Linked DNA regions of Gossypium hirsutum: region 1 is linked to region 2. A link is a contact called in public Hi-C data. All regions are on one chromosome and are shown on one strand. The core of a region is the stretch at or near the end of the contact, and the rest is flanking DNA. Distances in the headings are between cores, read along the strand shown. Region 1 has its middle 8.2 kb from the start of LOC107911259. Region 2 has its middle 10 kb from the start of TRNAL-CAG.

Region 1 (6,402 bases), core at 2,355-4,854, 33 kb before region 2:
AAGTCCCTATACTCTTTATATATTTGAAATTTAGCCCCACTATTTTTATTTTCAAGAATTTAGTTCTACTTTTTTGGTTTAAAAATGCTAGTTGAATTGTTAGTATTGTTAAAATTCTTATATTAAATTCAAGTTCATTACAATGCTATTTTTTTGTTAGGTGTTTACCAATCAAGTATTTTTATTATTTCAAAATATCACACCAGCGAATTTAATATAATAATTTTAATAGAATTAATAATTAGACCTAAATTTTTAAATCTAAAAAATAAAGAGATTAAATTTCAAATATACAAAAAAGTATAGGGAATTAGAACATATTTTAACCAAAACAAAACAACACTAGAAATTTTTCTAATACAATTTTTAAATTACTCATAATCCTCCAAATCCTTGAATCGAAGGATAAAACGTACTTGAATTACGTCCTCTTAAATATTACGACAACTGCATCAATTGAACAAAAACTCAATCCACATACCATGCCAAACAAGTTGAAGTGAATCGTCAATAGAGGTCAAGACTCGGTGAGACTGGGCAAAATTGGGCTTTCTTAATCTTTGCTCTGTTATCGTTACACGACAACGAGCAAAGAGGGGCAGCTGTACAAGCCCAATTTTTAGCCCAATCCCACTATCCAAAATTTGACTCGGGCCCATACCAGCAAAACCCTCTACCCAATACAACCCAAAAACCCTACCTAAACCTACCCAACTCAATTAACCCCCCAAACCCAACTAGCCTAACCCAAATTTATAGCCCAAATTTGGGGCCCAAATCCCCCAAAAGTCAAGCTAGGGTTTCAGAAAAGAAACCCTAGCACCGCAGCCCTCTGCCTCTAACTCTGCTGGCCGCCGCATACGTCCCGTCACCGCGCCACCGACGCCCCCACTTGCCCCTGCGACAGAAATGACAAGAACATTAAAGAAACAAGTTGTAATGGCTATAAAAGCCAAACAAAAACAAATTGTAAGGGGTTCGGCCTCTATTTTTAAAAAAAAAGAACAGAAATAAAAGGTTGAACATTTTTGCTCAGTTTTCTCTTTACTTTTGCTTACTGTTTTTTTTTAAGTTCATTTTTTTCCTTTTTTTAACTCGAAAACATAAAGAAAAAAAATAAAGGAGAAGGCTTTTTACCTTTTTTACCTGCGCCGCGCCGGACATGGAGGAAGGCGAGCGGTTTCGCCCTTTTTCGGGTCTTCGGCCTTTGTTTCACGAGATTCGGCCCCAGATCCGTGCCTAAGAGACACTCGACTTCGAACTAGGATAAAAAAGATCCGATTTTGAGACATCGGCCACCGCACGCGGCGGTGCTACGCCGGAGGCCGGGCCAGATCGGTGGCCGGATTCTGGGGAAGAAGATGAGAGGGGAGAGAGTTTTGAATTTTTTTTAAATGGGGGGGCTGAATGGATTTTTTTCAGAAAATTTGGGCTTAAATACTGATATAAAACGGCGCCGTTTTGATATGGCCTTACCCGCGCGTCGACCCAACCCGCCTAGAGGATCCGCGTGTTTTCGACAGAAGGGCTAATTGCATCTTTAGCCCTTCCGCTTTTAAATAATCTTGCAATCTGGTTTTTTTTGTTTTTTTAAATTCGCCCTGAAATCTATTCTGATTTACAATTTGGTCCAACCTGAAGCGCAGTGTTTTGGAGAGCGGGAATATTTCCCATTTTGGTCCCTCCATTTCTACTCGTGTTGCATTTGGGACCTGATTTGCTTTTCTTTTTAAATTTGGCTCTTAAATTTTATTTTTCTCTTGATTTAGTCCCTTTTGTTTTTTTATTTCGATTTCGCCCCGTATTGTTGCTTTTACTTCGATTTAGTCCATTTTTAACACTTTTATTATTTTCTTCATTATTTTAGCGTATCATCATTTATTTATTATTATTGCTTTTATATATATAGGAGTATATATTTTTTTATATTTTTATATACTTATATACATACTTTTTATATTTTATGATAGTTATATACGTATATATGTACATATTTACTTATATATATATTTTATAATGCATATATGCATATATTTTTCATGTTTTTATAAATTAACGTACATACTTATATTTTACATATCTTTGTATTTTATAATCTATATACATATATATGTAAATACTTATATTTTTATATCTTATAATTCATATATATTTTTTCATTTTTTTTATAATTTTATGTATATACATACATATACATATTTCCCTTAAATGTACATATACATGTTCATATTTTATAATTTTCATCTATTTTCCTTTATTGTTTTGTATGATCATTTATGTATTTATTTATATGTCCATTTTTTATGCTTTAGTTTATTTATTTATTTATTTGCTATGATATATGCATGATTGATTTATTTTATTATTCGTTTTTGTAATATCTGTTCACATTATCATATCTATTATCCCATTATGCATATTAACACTATACTTCAAAAAGGAAAATTTTTCAAAATAAGGTAATGTTTTGCCGTTTGGAAATTCGAGAAAACATGCCCTAAGGTGCTGGGTGTCGATTTTTCTCATTCAACCAAATGGCTAAATATCTTTTTAAAAATTTCAAAATAAGGCAATGTTTTGCCGTTTGGAAATTCGAGAAAACATGCCCTAATGTGCTGGGTGTCTATTTTTCTCGTTCAACCAAATGGCTTAATATCCTTTTAAAAATTTTAAAATAATGCAATGTTTTGCTTTTGGAAATTCGAGAAAACATGCCCTAATGTGCTGGGTGTCGATTTTTATCATTTAACCAAATAGCCAAATATCTTCTTGAATTTCAATCCATATCATTCGAATTTTTTTAAGGATCGTATTTTAAATTTCTTTAAAGTTTTCAGTTTTCGACACTAAGACATTAAGTAATCAACTAGGTACCAATTTTGGGCGTATCGAGGGTGCTAATCCTTCCTCGTGTGTAACCGACTCCCGAACCCGTTTTTCTGAATTTCGTGGACCAAACCTGTTGTTTTAATAAAATCAAATCGTTTATTAAAAACAACCACTTTTCGAGGTGATCCGATCACACCTCATCAAAAAGGATCGGTGGCGACTCCCATTTTTGTTTTCATTTTCCAAAACCCAAGTCGACCCTGTTTTTCATCAAAAAAATGGTGTCAACAATTACAATGCTATTTCTTTTGTTAGGTGTTTACCAATCAAGTATTTTTATTATTTCAAAATATTACACCAGCGAATTTAATATAATAATTTTAATAGAATTAATAATTAGACCTAAATTTTTAAATCTAAAAAATAAAAAGATTAAATTTCAAATTTACAAAAAAAGTATAGGGAATTAGAACATATTTTAACCAAAACAAAACAACACTAGAAATTTTTCTAATACAATTTTTAAATTACTCATAATCCTCCAAATCCTTGAATCGAAGGATAAAACGTACTTGAATTACGTCCTCTTAAATATTATGACAACTGCATCAATTGAACAAAAACTCAATCCACATACCATGCCAAACAAGTTAATTAAAGGTGAAGCTTTTTAAGTGTTAAAAAAAAATTTTCCAAGCCCACCTTTTTGTGTTGCATGTGAATATATGGAGTATAGTTCGAGAGAGAAAATATTAAGCATGGCCCGTTAGGAAGCAAGCACTAGATTCGAGAATTATTCAAAGTAGGAACATAAATGGGCTTTCATGAGGCGGCCACCTTAATCTATCACTTTTTTTGGATAAGTTATTTGAGTTTAACTCAAAAATTTAAATTTAATTTGATAATTATTAAGTAGTTTTAAATTTAATAAAACTTGATTCAAACTGTTGTTAAATATTTTTAATTTCACTTCTAATGTATATTATAATTTTTTTATATTACGAAATTATATTATTGTCTTTAATATATATTATTAATCTTAAATTTAATTATTAAACCAAGATCGAATTTGAACTTAATTAAATACGAATTTAATCCAACTCAAACTCGAAAAATTTTGCTTAACTACACTTAATGTGAAATATAGATGTTTGTATTGAAGAAGGAAGAAACAAAAAAGTAAAATAAAAAAAAAAGTCAAAGCCTTCACATGTATTGCATTGAAGAGTTAATTTTCCATATTTCCAATGTTATCTTGGATTTTTGCTCATGCCACACCTATTTCGTTCCCTGTCTTGGCCCATTCGCTGCATCACTTGGTTTCTACTCTCAACTTCCTTCTTACCTTATCAAATAAAATATTTCTATTGTTGAAGGGATAAAAATATTATCTCTCATTTATCTAATTGTTAACATGTTGTTTTAAATGTTTTAACTAATTTCATTGGTCCAACTTTTTTTTTATTGAATAGAGACAATTATTATCCCTGACGAAAATTCAAAAAAAGACGACATCAATTTCACATGAGTTTCAATAAAAATCCGATAACATTATCTATTTTTAGGGACCAGATTTGATGAATCGAAGTCAAATTACATCAATCGAGCCGTTAGATGAAGCTTAATCTAATGATATTGGATATTCACTCTAAAAACCCATGTCGTGAGTAAAAATAACATGGACAGCTCCGTCTATGTGTGAGTTTATTTTATTAAAAATCTAACATAATCTTGAATTATAAAGCTTAATTAAGATTGGGTTGTTAACGAGTGAAAAGACTTTTGAAAAAAAGAAGTAATTACATTATATTTTCAATGAAATATAGATAGTTTATTAATTATTGTTGACTTAAAAGGAGTGTTTATGTTGACTTATCCTTCGCATCGTTTAACAACTCATGAAGGGTATGTCATGATTGCTTTAATTAGGATTCAACCTCGTAATTAAGGATGATTTTGTCATTTTAAAAAATGAGTAACATTACATGGTATTTGAATATCCAGTCCATTTCGTTGAGCTAAGTCAGAAGGTGTATTATTTTGATAGTGATATTATTAGCTGTTTTTTAAAAAATATTTTATTGCTAAATGTAATTATAAAAAGGAAATAAAATTGATCAAAGAAGAAAAGAAATTTGTTTAAAATATCAGATAAGTAAAATTTAAAAAAATTATAATCTTGTTTTAATTACTAAGAACTGATATTGACCACTATTGGTGGATACAAATAATCATACAGATTAGCATCAAAATCAAAGTAATGTCATATTAATACCATTTTATTCTGACCAATTATAGACCTTGTTTGAAAATTCAACATAGTATTTTTTTTCTTTCAAATGAATATAATATCTATATAATTAAGTTTTTTATTGAATCGGTGTTTAAACATGAATCTCATTTTCGATTTCATAATTTTCTACCCACCTTTTTATTTTTCTCACATTCAAAATAAAACATTCTATAAAAAAACGAAAATGAAATGATGTTTGTATTCCGATTCTATGTCTATTTGTGCTCTATCTTTATTTTATTTTATTTCGTAGTTACTCAAATATATCTCTCTCTATATATATTTGTAATTGTACCATATTCATATAAGTAAACCCTCTCCCTTAAAACAATATTATGCATAAAATTAAAAAAATGATAATATATATTTGGTTAAAGGTGATTTGTAGTAATTTGATATGTCAAATGAAGCTCTCTCGAACACTTTATGGGTTTTTCTCAAGCGATTTACGAGTCTTTTCAACATTTTTTATTGATTTTTAGTCTTTAGTATTAATGATAATTTTTCTGACGTTTTAATTTTTTTGAGACTCAAATTGGCAAAATTATGTCATCAGAGGCCTAATGGTTGATTTGAGTGTGTAGGGAGATGACTATAGCCAAACGTTAAGGAAAACATCACTATTGTGGGTGTCACGTACTAGGTGTGATGTGTTGCAACACCGAGTCCCAATATCTCGACTACAAGCCTTCAAGGTCGCAACTCCAAGTTGATGGTTGAAGTGAAGGAGCCCAAGGCCACTGTCAAGGATGTCGCGACACCAACTAGCCTGTGTTGCGACATCAAGAACCCCCGAGCTAAGAATGTGCCTAATGCGGAGGATGTCGTGACACCAAAGCTTGACAGCATGTTTGGTTGGCTGTAATGGAATAGAGACGTAATGGAATAGATGCGTAATGGAATAGAGGCGTAATAGGTAATCTTTTGTTTGGTTGAATGTAATGGAATAGAGGCGTAATGGTATTCTTGTGTTTGGTTGAATGGAATAGAGGTGTAATAGCATAAGGAAAAAAACTAAAATGACTAGAATACCCTTAGCAGAATTTTTTTTAGGTAGATGATTATTGTTATTGTTATTAAATTTTAATAAGCTTAATTTAATAAAAATAATATATAATTTAATAAAATATATGAATTTACTAAAATCATAATATATAATACTATAAAATATAATTTAAAATAATTATTATTAAATATAATTTAATAAAAATATATAATTTCCCCACGTTATTTGGAGATACAGGATACGAAACGAATTAATTGTTTGACTAATCAAGGGA
Region 2 (6,200 bases), core at 2,360-4,859:
TATCAATACATATAATATATATTCATAACTAATTTACCCCAAGAAAATTGCGAAAAAATAAAAATCAACAACTAACTCATTTGGAGGCGGTTCATGTCATCACCTTAAACAATACATAATCATGCCTTAAGAAAGTGTCAAATCATTCTTTGGAACCACACTAATATATTTAATGTATTTTTTTATTCATTTTGAAAAAAATATTTTTTAATATTAATAACAATTCTTTCCAATAATATCATAATCAAACTTCATTTCTCTACGAAAATCATCACTGCACCCAATATATATGTCACATATAAATTTGTAATAAACATATCACTAGTTTGCAAGACAAGGGCGACGTCCACGACATGCATCGACGTTAAGCCTAAACGACACTTGTATGGCGGTTCATCATGCAACGTGGGAATTATCTACATTTAATTGCAAAACAGTATGCTGTTGTTAAAAGAAAAGGATGGTGATGACAAACATTTATATTAAAAACTGTTCAAACTTTGTCCTTGAAAATGTATTTAAGAAAAATCGAATAAAAATTAAGTATATAATCCGTGATTGTCGTTGTTTGAGACATACAAAAACTTTATTTGTCATTATCGATATTTTCAAAACTCTTACTTACTTCATGACAGTTGCATCCTTTTTAGAATGTACCGTTACCATATAAATATTATTTTTTCAATTAACCAAGGAGTGATTAATAAAAATAACAGATTAATAACGTCTTTTTAATATGTCTTATATATCGATTCGCATTGGCATTATTACCAATGTAGGAGGATGTAGATTCGAGTGCGCTGAAGCATATTATTCTCCGATTTAAGGGTTGAAGAGAGACTATGAGTGGTTCTAAACATTATGTCAAAAAAAGAGATACGATAAAAATGATAAATATTTTTTTAAAAAAATTAAATCTCATGGCTGTTTTAATTCTCCAAGGTTGCAGGGTGTTGATTCAAGACTATATCTATTTTAGTATTTATTTTAATTATTTATCCTTCTGTTGGTCTGATAGAAATTAGTCCCATTTCATACATGAATTTTCATTTTCGAAATCATTTTTTTAGAAATATAATAACTTTTTCTATTTACTATGATGACAAAAATTAATTCGACATTTAGTTTTAGAGAAGTCCAAAGATTTCCACGCCATTCTTGTAAGCTTTTTAGATTTTAATTGAGAAAAGAGACACGGAGGATCTTAAGAGAAGTAACCAATAAATAATCAATAATTATATTTTAAAACATCATTTACTAACCATTTATCTTTTGAATAATTCATAATCCAACCAACTAAGTCAAGTCAATTTGTTTTGGATTAAGCTTAAGTTTAACATTTTTAACATTAGTCGACTTGATTTTGTCCGTCTTATCAATAGTAATAAAATAATATTTAAACAGTCAAATAATTAATATCTCGATCCAAGCTTAAAATTTTACAGATCCAACTAATGAATATTTCTAATTATTTTTAAATAGATTTATTTTTAAATATAAATATATTTCATCATTTTAATAAAAACCATTAAATTTTTTTTGCTATTTTGTTTAAAAAATGTATTGATGATTGATATCTTATAAATGAATTTTAAATGTCTATATATAATAAATCAAAATAAAAAAATATTGATCGGCAAAATCTTCCACAAAACGATATCTAAAATTAAAAAGGAAAACGAATTGGAGGCTAAGAATAGGACAGCTGTCCAAAAGACTGCACCATGTTAATTTGGGCCCACTTATCAGCAGTTAGAATAAAAATGGGTGCCAAGTGTCAAAATAAAAGCAATAATTTCCTCTGGAGATCAGATCCCATTGTAGGAAATGGCCACGTATTGATTCTTTAAAGAATGGGACCCATTTAAATTGACAGATGATTCAGTGCGGTTTAATCTACGGAGAGGAGACGTGTTGACGTCATGATCTAATTACGATCTTGTTTTAGTTGGTTTTGGATTACCAAAATAAAAAAAGGAAGAAGAAGAAAAAGTCAAACCATCGATAGAGAACCGTTGCAGCTAAAGTATATTTATTTGGCTGGCGGATCATGTACTGTCACTGTTTGTTTGTTGCCTGAAAACGCTGTCGACTGCCACATTGACATATCTAAAATCAGATAACTTTAATATATTTTTTATAATATTTAATTTTTTACTATTAATTAAATTATCATGTCTCCACCATGAAAGTTTTTATGTAAATATATATTCTGTAGAATATTTATTTACAAATAGTAATGAAATTTGAGTTGAAATAAAAAAAAATTAATAAGAGAACGAGGCTGAACCCTTAAAGCCCAAGCATTACAGTTTCGATAAATAATTAAGCTCATTTAAAATATGAGTCGAGCTTAGATTCGAAAATTCAAAATTTAATCTTAGTCATTTCTATGTTTATAATATATAATACATAAAATTTAATTTTTAATAATATATAATACTATAATGTAAATATTAAGATGTCAATATATAATACTTTCAAAATAAAAAAATTCTGGGCGGGCCTAAAATATATATGTATTAGCCATTTACAAATATAAGTTGATTTAAACAAAATTTTAATATCATATTTCGAGCTAAAATGGGCTATAACAAGTATAAAGTGTGTTATTGTCACGCTTAAGCCCAGCTCAACCTGTCCCGTCCCATGAACACTTTTAATACACCTATAATTGCATCAAAATTTAAATTGGTTTGTAAAATTCAACATGTCTTAATTTGTGTATTGAGTGTATCTATTAAATCAATTGTGTAATTTTATCATATTAGTTGTTAATGTAAATGCGACATTGATAGATTTGATCTAAAGTACACACAATTTCAATAAATTTAAGAGGGTTGAATTTTTTTACCACGCCTTATCCTAGTTGTCAAATTAACAGATACACATACTTACAATTTTATTCATATGTTTTAAATATGTTCAATGTAAGCTTTGAGGCTTAAGTTAATAATTATAACGACATAGTTACATGGTCAAAATAATATTAATACTTTAAGTATTTAATTATAATATTTTATAGTTTAAATTTTAATTCATAATTTGATAACTCAAGCGCTATTGTTGAACTTGGCCCCTACTTTCAACTTTATACTTTTTTTTCTCAACTTGCGTCCAGACTTTTATTTCCCTTCACTATTTTGATACTTTTGTAACTTGGTTTCGAGCTCATTTGTATCGCTATCTTCTCTAATCGATAACCCTGTCAAATCACTTCTCACTTTTCTCACTTTTTCATATTTGATTTCGAGTCTCTTTGAATAAGTGGTGCGTTTATCTACAGTCAGTGTAAAAATAGCGGCGACGATGAGATTAAATACTGTAGTGTGAAACAAAAATAAAAAATCTAAACGCATCCCACTAAATGTAGATGCCCATCATTTACATTAGTTTAAGCAAAAACGGTTTTTAAATTTATATAATTGTAGAAATATTCTGATGGTGAAATGAATTTATTTTGATAATAAATATTTAAATTACTAAAATAATTCACATGTTTTAATTATATTTTATTATTTTTGTAAAAAAGGAGTACACTCAACACTCGTAGCTTAATGGGCTTTGAAATAAAATAAACAACACCCTTTTATTGGAATTGCCGACAAACTGAACAAGGCCCAATAAATTAGTGGGCTGATGGTCACCTCCTCCGATCCATCAGGTGGTTTGGTGGTGGATTCTCCGCTCCATCTGAGGTTTTTAAAATATTGGTATTTCGAAATCAAACAATTCAAATTATTAAAGATGTTAAAAATTATGGTTTTGATAAAATTATTCATTATGAGCATGGAATTAAATAATTAATTAATTAATAAAAAAATAACGGTATTAGCTTTTAAGTGTTTAAATTGGGTTTTAGTGCTGATTTGATGAAAGTTATTTGTTATTGTTATACATTTGAATTTTCATGATTTTGTTTATAGAATAAAATTCGTGTCACTTGCCAATTTCGTGATTACGATATTTCTTTAGTTTTAGGATTGATTTAATGAAATTTATCTACTAATATTATTTATTAGTTAAAAATGAATTTTCATCAAATCAACATTGAACCTAGATCAAACACTATAAAATTATCATGGTTAGTTTTAGGTATTAAAATGTATAACTTTTGTAGAAAACAAGTACCACGGTAATAAAAAAATGAGAGCCAAATTCAAATACCAATTACTATATTATTAAAATATTTCAGACTAAAATATATAACTTATTGAATAATTAAATAATATTAAACTATTATATATATTGTTATGTTATGTGAATATAAATCGAAAGGATTTAAAGGATGTTTTAGTTTATTTTATTATGTTACCAATTTTTAAAAAGTTTACAACTACAATCTCAAGTATAAAGCATAAATAATGTATGTTTGATTAATTGGAATCGAAATGAACTCAATACAGAGCACAATAAATTTAGACATAATTCATATAAGATAAATTTTAAACTCTGATAATCTTAGAAAGAATCCATATATGACATTTGCATGTAGTATAACTCGAGCCATTAAAGCTTCAGTAAGTCAATTATTAAAATCGAATTAATTAAATATTAATTATTGGAAAGATTTGTAAAAAATAATATAAAAAAACATCTGTCAAAGTTATTAAGATATTGTATATCTAATTTTAATTAGTATATATAATTACTACTTAATAGGTAGAATTCAATTTTAGCTCATAACTCAAAAATATAAAAGATTTATTATTTAATAAAATTAAAACTTTTTTAAATAAAAATTAAAACTGTTTTAAGTTAGAAATTTTTTTTATGGAGTCGAAATTAAATTACAATTTTTGAAGGATTAAATTAAATTTATATCAATTTTAGAAGGGGTAATGTGCAATTTTACTTTTATTAATTTAAAATGTCAAAATATAAAAATTTTCATTTTAGGAGGGGTTGCCAGCCCCCTAAATTCCCCCGTATCATAATATATTATATTTCAATGTATTTAGGAATAATCTGAGGTCTGATATTTAAAATCAGGGTTTTTTACATAAATAATACTAAAATAATACAACCATTTTATTATGTACCAAAATGGTACAAACAATAAAAAAAACGAAGCTAGCTAACGAAAGTGACAGGACCCTGGTCGAGGGTCTGCCAGAGGCGGCACCAAAGGTGCCACTGCCACAGGCGACACCTGTGCCTTGTTTTAAAAAAATAATGGATTATCTTGTTATTATGTTTTTTAGATATTTTTTTATTGTTTTTTGTTGTTAGTTTAGTTATTATTGTTAGTTATTAGGATTAATAAAAATCCTAATTATTATTATTGTTAGTTTTTAAGGTTTAGTTATTAATAATTATTGTTACTTAGTATTATTGTTAGTAAAAAACTAAGGGTCAGTTTGTTTACATGTAAAAGGGTTTACGGAAAATGTTTTCTGCATTTTCCTGTGTTTGTTTCACAGAAAACAGCTTGGTCAATGGAAAATGACTTACAGGTCAACGGAAAATAAGCCTTTTTCATTGTAAAATGACTTACCCTTTTGAAAAGCGTAAGTCATTCTTTGAAAAAGAGTTTCTCAATAAATAATTTTACTTTTATATAAAAATTAACTTAAATCAAGTTTAATATTATTATATTGATAATAAATTTTATTTTTGTTTTTAAAAATATTTAAAATTATTAAAATATTAATATAAAATATTATTATTTTTTAATATTATTAAACATACATATTTAATTATTTATATTTAGTCATATAATAAAATATTAATATAATTAATATAATTTATTATTTTTAATAAATTATTTAATATTTAAATTTTATTTTAATATTAAGTTTTAAAAATAATAATTTTAAATAATATTATTCACATATTATTGAAAATATCAATATTAATATTTTAATACTAAATATTTATTATAATTATAAATATATTAATAATAAATATTTTGTAGTATAAATGTTAAAATATGTCAGAAGTCTATATACTCTTCACAAATTTGCAATTTAGTTTCTGTACTTTTATTTTTAAGAATTTAGTCCCTCTACTTTCCAGATTTTAAAATCAAGTCCAACTACTGACATTGTTGATTTTTTTTTGTCAATTTTGTCAATGTCACGTTTTTAAATAAAAAAAATACTCAGTTGGTAGTCATGTAACTAAAAAATGATCATTGTAATAAACCTAAATTTAACAAAATATTTTTAATATATGTAAAAACAATGTAAAATATAAAA

Evidence for each region. A called contact is a pair of places that touch in the nucleus more often than the background predicts.
Region 1: a contact with region 2 is called in a Hi-C map of leaf, with 1.9 times the contacts expected there. The contact joins two enhancer-like sites. A contact is called at or near these places in 12 of 34 Hi-C or Micro-C datasets (anther, callus, fibers and 2 more).

Annotation. Positions count from the first base shown.
Region 1 is chrD11:2,834,108-2,840,509 of Gossypium_hirsutum_v2.1, reverse strand. No RefSeq gene overlaps it. Among protein-coding and RNA genes, the nearest start is that of LOC107911259, 8.2 kb to the right of the region's middle. Within about 2 kb of position 3,604, at least 1 of the 9 cell types and tissues checked has an H3K27ac peak or open chromatin away from gene starts, as enhancers often do. A contact at or near this core is called in leaf, where this site is marked.
Region 2 is chrD11:2,801,035-2,807,234 of Gossypium_hirsutum_v2.1, reverse strand. No RefSeq gene overlaps it. Among protein-coding and RNA genes, the nearest start is that of TRNAL-CAG, 10 kb to the right of the region's middle. Within about 2 kb of position 3,609, at least 1 of the 9 cell types and tissues checked has an H3K27ac peak or open chromatin away from gene starts, as enhancers often do. A contact at or near this core is called in leaf, where this site is marked.